2 separate regions of the Sus scrofa genome follow, and region 1 is linked to region 2. Evidence: chromatin contacts called from public Hi-C data. All regions are on one chromosome and are shown on one strand. The core of a region is the stretch at or near the end of the contact, and the rest is flanking DNA. Distances in the headings are between cores, read along the strand shown.

Region 1 (3,164 bases), core at 195-2,694, 490 kb before region 2:
AGAGAGAGAGAGACAGACAGAAAGAAAGAGAAGGAAGGAAGAAGGAAAGAGAGGAAGGAAGAAAGGGTAGAAAGAAAAGAATGAGGAAAATAAGGGAAAGAAAGACGAGTTAGCATAGTATTCTCTCAGATAAGGAGAATTCACATTAATATGTGTGTAGCATCATGATTGCAATAAATTACAACAGCGGTCATTTAGGGCTGGTAGAGCTACCGCCCAGGCACAGCACATATGTACAGCATCTTCGTTTCTTCCTTACTCTCCCTTTCCCTGCCTTCCTTACCTTACCCCCAGGGTCTATTTGCATGTGTTGATGTCCTTGGGAATATCAAACAGGAAATTTTTGGCACATCAAGGTATAGCCGTTTTAAAAGTCACCTCCACTCAACTTCATAGGCAGGAGATGTGAACAAATGGGAGCCAGATCGGAAGAGGAAGAACTGAAAAGGCAAATGAGGTGACTGCCGCTGACCAATTTACTTGTGGGCTCATGAGAGACACCCATGTGGGGTGCTCAGAAATACTGAGAACTCTGAGTGGCCCTAACCTAACACAAGCGATCTTGAAATATTTAAGAAAGGTTTGAAATAATGTAATTCTGGTTTTAAAAGGAAAAGTAAACTTTTGTAGCCACAGGTTCATGATCAATCCTTCCAGTTGAATTATTGGTAAAAATAATATCTCTAGTGTTTTCTAGGTTTCTGCTCTTACCATTTTTAGCCTTATTCTGCTAAAGTTGCCTAATTACTATGAACAGTTTTCTTGTTACACCTAAAGATGTCCAGGAGGTCAGGCCATAGACTGTATTCCTGCATATCACCTAAGGTTTGCAAAACTTTCTAAACCCCACTCAACCAGACCCTGCAAATCTATATGCTTCTATCTTACACTTTCACATTTTATTTTTTTTCCATTTTTTTTAATTACTCAAATGAATTGATCACATCTGTAGTTGTATAATGATCATAACAATCTCATTTCACAGGATTTCCATCCCACAGCCCAGGCACATTCCCCCTACCCCCCAACCTGTCTCCTCCGGAGACCATAAGTTTTTCAATGTCTGTGAGTCAGCATCTGTTCTGCAAAGAAGTTCCGTCTGTCCTTTTTTCAGATTCCACATGTCTGTGAAAGCATTTGATGTTGGTGTCTCTCACATTTTAAATAACCCTCCTCTCAAACTCCACCTCAGAACTTCTTTATCAGTCAGGTTTAATCCATATGAGACCTAAGTGTTTGGCTTCCTGAGTTCCCCTCACCCTGCCTCAGGCATGAATGATGACAGGTTTACCTAAACAAACTCGGTAACTATAACTCTCTTACACAATCAGACCAAACCAAACTGCATCATGATACATTGAGCTCTGACTTACATTGGGAAAGACAGAGTCCAGGAGGCTGAAACAGAAAGAATAATAACAGAAGGAGGAGGAGCACATCAAAAATGAACGTTAATGTTCCAAATTGCAAGTTGGTCTGGCAGTTCCCTTCTGTCTCTGGAGACCAAGCACAGTCACTTAATTCCTCAATTGTTTCCTCAAGTCTGGCCCCGAGTTGCCTTTAGAAGTGAATTGGCTCCATGGCAACCAGCAAAACAAACCCTGAGGAAGATTTTACAAAGCTAGACCCAAGAGAAGCTGTGCCAAGTAAACATTAGATATTTGCAGAAGGATTTCATTCTGGCCCATGGTGGTTTCCTGTGTGCATGTTGCAGGGACAATGTCCTCTATAAGTCTTCAAATAACCTCACTTATATTTCTTTACAGAAAGGCCTTAAGTCTCATGGGCTCAAAACGTTGTTCTATAGAACATTAACATCTATGGAAAGATGTTAACATACAGTCCATGGAAAAAAAGATCCTGTGATAAAAGATCTTGAGAAATGCTACCGGATAGGTAGGCAGCTATCTTTGAAATCCACAATACACCTTTGCCCACTAGAGGATCTGAAAAAAAATAAATAAATAAAACTAATCTTTCAGGAAAAAACCTTATAAAACTTTTTACATTGCTCTCTATATTATTAATTGCATCAAAGTACTTTCAATTTCAAGGGAACATATTTTGGAAAAAAACTTCCTCAAGATATTATATTAGTTTCCTGGTGCTGCTTATCACAAATTGAATGACTTAAAACAATAGATGTCTATTCTTTCACAGTTCTAGAGGCCAAAAGTCCAAAATGAAGGTGTCTGCAGGGCCACACTCCCTTCTAGGGAGCTTACCTTTGCCAGCCTCTAAGATGAATCCGGATGCACTTGGCTTATGGATGCATCTCTTCAATTGCTGCCTCTTTTCTTTATATCCCTCTTCACTTATCAGAACATATGTGATTGCATCCAGGGCACTCCCTGACAATCCTGGGTAAGCTAAGCTCCTCCTGTCAAGATTCATGCAGGTTAATGTTAACTCTTGCCATGTAAGATAATGTTCAAATGTCTTGGGGATTAAGTCGTGGATTTATCTTTGGGGAGGGATCACCATTCGAGCCATTACAGAAGTTACTGATAGATGCTGATAAATATAAAATTTTTATCTTTAACTCAGTTCTACTCAGCAATTCTCTAATGATGGAATAATATTATGTATAGTGATAATAAATCTCCCAGCACTTATCACACGATGCATAGTATTATTCCATTGTTTATCTGTCTACTCCACCAGCTTGTGAATTGAATAAGGATGGTAACCAGGACTTGAATCATTTTATGATCGGACCTAGGACAGTGCCTGGCATGTACTAAAACCTCATTAGACAAGTAGAATTGAGATGAATTGAGTGTGTGCATTATAGTCAGAGCAGAAGTGAGGAAGTGATTAGCTCTTTCTGGGGAAGTAAGGACGGCTTCTCAGAGGAGGAGATTTTTTGGCTGAGATTTGAAGGATGAGATGTAATTTGCTAGCCAGAGCAGGAAGGGAATTCCGGGTGGAGGGAAAACCCTGGTCACACATACAGAAGTGCGAAAAAGCATAATGATTTAGCAAACTGAAAAAATGCATGTAAAGCTGTTGGAACAGAACCTGATACTTAGTAGGGTGACTGTTTCTCCTGGAGTGAGGAGGGTGGATTCAGGAGATGAGGCTGCCATGAACATAGGGTTGCATGTATCTTTTTGAATTATAGATCTGTCCAGATATATACCCAGGAATGGGATTGCTAGATC
Region 2 (3,076 bases), core at 570-3,069:
CTGCCTTTCCCCCACTCCCCAAGTGCATGAGAATCTGCAGGCGGCTTCTCATACAGCGGGCGAGACAAATCCACTGCTTTTTTCCCAGAGTCTGAGAGCTGTCTTGACCCCCTCTCCCTGGCGAGACCGGCTCCCGCCGAGGCTTGCAAAGTGGAGACGGAGAGTTCCACCAGGAGATAGGCCACCGTTAAGAGCGCCAGCAGCAGGCAGCTTTTGCCTGCCCACGTCCATCTCACGGCCATCCGGATCCTCATGGCTGGGGCACGGACGCAGCCACCAGAGTCACCACGCAGGAGAAAGGCTTCGGACCCGAAGAAGCTTGAGTTCCCGTCTCAGGTGGCAGCGAACTTCCGAGCAGGTCCCTCCGTGCACGTAGACGCTCGACTCCCTTCCAGCCACGGGGGCTTCCCGGGAGTCACCTGGGACCTCCCGGTGGTCGGCCTCCGATGCAGCCCCAGCTCCTCTCTCCCCACTTCCTCCTGCTAGTCTCACAACTTTTCACAAACTCTCCAGCCAACACCCCACCCTCCCAGGGCCGAGGATAAACCCCTCCCCTTCCCACTTACTCCTCCTGGTGGTTGGTTCGCGAAAGTCGTCGGCCAGGCCCAGGCCTAGAGGCGACGCCGCGGGGAGGGCTGGGGGCCGGGGCCGAGAGGACCGAGGTGGCCCCGGTTCCGGCCCATTCTGGCTCCCACTGCGTCTGGGGCCGCTCTCAACACCACCTCCACCATGGGTCCTCAAAGGTCCTCCTGGGGGCCAAGCGTGGACAGGAGGCAAGGGTACCAACCGCTTGAGCGTCTCATCACAAAAAAGAGAAAAACAGAGTAAAACTTACCAAGTTGTTTGCCGTTGGGACTAAAGTCCACGGAAGTGATCGCGGCTTTATGGCCTTTAAAATAACGCTCCAGAACGGGGTCCTCCTGGGAAGGGAAGTTGGCAGATTTTGAAAGCAGGTGCAGACCTTGCCTTGGGGAGGGTCGGGGATCAACGCTGTCCCCTCCCCCGCGGGCCGGCCCGGGCCCGGCCACATCTGCGGCGGGGGTGCGGAGCAGGAGCGCCCCGCGCGGCCCCACGAGGCTACCCCAACGCGGGTGGGCCGAGCTCCAGCTTCCGCGCAGAACCGGCGAAATCCTCCGCTCGCGCTCCCAGGACCGAGCGCGCGCTGGAGACCACCCGGGCAGCGCCGCGGGAATGCACGTTCCGGGGCCCCTCCCGCCGGCACGCAGCCGCAGGTGCGAGGCGGGGCCCGGGCTTCGGTGCTTTAGAAAAACCTCCCAGGTGATTCTGACGCAGGCGCTCCACGGAAACCCTCAGAGAATTCTGGGGGCCGTGGGGCTGCCCGGGCCGTCTGAGCGCCGGGACTCGGGGGGGAGCGCCCGGGAGTCCGGCCAGGGCTCTGCGCGCCGGGTGCGCCAGCGGCGGAGGTTGAGTCGCGGGCGCCCTGGAGCCGGGGGCAAGAGGCTAGCGGCTCGGGAGCCGGCGGAGGACACCTGCCTCCATCTCCCGCCAGGTGCGGGCGCGGTCCTGACCCGGCCCCCCAGCCCGCAGGACCGGCTCCGGGGAGGTGCACCCCAGCCCGTCCTTACCGGGGCGGAGGCCATGGGGGGAGTGGTCGGTTCCCGGCTCCGGCCCGCGGGGGGAACCGGGGGAAGGGAGGGGATGGGGTGGGAAGGGGGACCGTGCGGCGCCCGGAACCGTCTGCCTCGAGCGGCAGCGCCTCCCGGTCACTACAACAACGGCGGCCCAGTCAAACCCCGCGCTCCAGGCTTGGCCAGTCGAGCTCCGAGGCTCCGCCGGCGCGGTAGAGTTGGGCCTCCGCCAGCGGGCAGGCGGGACGCCCCGCCCCTTTCCCCCCGCCCCGGGGGAGGGGGGTGTCAGGTGCCCCCACACTACAAAGCCAACGTTCACTAACACCTGCGCTCCCCGCGGCTGGACGCTGGAAGGAGAGTAGTAACTGGGATGGAAAGGAAACCCAAGGGTGGGAAAGAGGAATGAGCCTGTGATCGATGCAATCAGCGTTCTATTACAAGTTAAAGAGACAGCGCGCGCGAATTTCAGCTTGTTAGGACGCGGGAGGGAGTTTGATCCTAAATGGGCCAGCTTGCTATTTATTAGTATAGGCAAAGGAACTAAAACTTTGAAGGATAGATTTGAATTTACTTCATCATTACTTTTCACACAATGTCTGGCATAATATAAATGTAAATGCTGCGATAAACGTGAATGAATGAATGAATGTTCTTACACCTAATATTTTTCTGCTGTGTGTTTCTATCCCAATCTGCTCCTTTGCGCGTGTGCTTTAGAGCAGTAAATTGAAACAGGAGCATATTTAAAGCCTTTAGGAAGACTGAGAATCATTTTTTGTTTTGTTTAAATTATTGTAACTATAGTAACTATAACCATTTCACATAGTAACCACAGCTATCTCTACAGTAGGCTTTCTTACACATAGTATCATTTGAGCGTCAGCGACACCACGAATTGAGAGTTACAAAATGTAACCGACGTTTACAACTTATAAACTAGATGATTAAATATTTTCTTAAATGTTTTTACATAGAATTGTCAAAGATCACACAAAGGCAGCACTTCTAGTTCCAAATCCATATCCTTTTCTACCCTGCCTGAAAGCGTGACGGACTCAGCTGAAAACTACATTAAAAGATTCTTGGCAGCTTGAGACCATGTAATAGACCGCAGCTGGTAAGATAGCGCTCTATGCAAATGAAAGATGTAATACACACTAGAATTACAGGATCTCTATTTTTCCAGTGACAGGATTATTTTCAGTGAATACCGTATACACCAATTAAGCAAACAGGAAATAGCTTTAGACTACAGTATTAGTTTAAGTATACGTAAGTTGAATATCTCCTGTATATTTGGCCCTGAGAAATACATGAATATGGGGTGGGATCAAGAGCCCTGCAGATGCAATAAGCCCCTTAGGTGATTGTCATGAGAATCTCAGCTGTGTACAATGAGAAACATCGCTCTAGTCTAGGCGACGTGTCCTCTGTCAGTTAAAATATTTAAACCTTTTCTCCAATTATCAAAAAAAAAAAAAATGTTT

What was found. Hi-C and Micro-C count contacts between places; a contact is called where the count stands out from the background.
Region 1: a contact with region 2 is called in a Hi-C map of liver, with 2.9 times the contacts expected there. The contact joins the enhancer-like site here to the promoter of POC1B in region 2. A contact is called at or near these places in 9 of 47 Hi-C or Micro-C datasets (alveolar macrophages, embryonic fibroblasts, heart right ventricle and 4 more) and 2 of 2 datasets of contacts at active chromatin or transcription factors (alveolar macrophages and skeletal muscle).

The regions. Positions count from the first base shown.
Region 1 is chr5:93,619,516-93,622,679 of Sscrofa11.1, reverse strand. No RefSeq gene overlaps it. Among named protein-coding and RNA genes, the nearest start is that of DUSP6, 320 kb to the right of the region's middle. Within about 2 kb of position 1,444, at least 18 of the 83 cell types and tissues checked have an H3K27ac peak or open chromatin away from gene starts, as enhancers often do. A contact at or near this core is called in embryonic fibroblasts, liver and retroperitoneal adipose tissue, where this site is marked.
Region 2 is chr5:93,130,761-93,133,836 of Sscrofa11.1, reverse strand. POC1B (POC1 centriolar protein homolog B) reads right to left here and starts at 1,819. Exons shown (of 12, transcript XM_021092774.1): 1 at 1,587-1,819; 2 at 836-920. The coding sequence starts at 1,601. GALNT4 (polypeptide N-acetylgalactosaminyltransferase 4) reads right to left here and starts at 829. Exons shown (of 1, transcript XM_003360733.5): 1 at 1-829. The coding sequence starts at 254.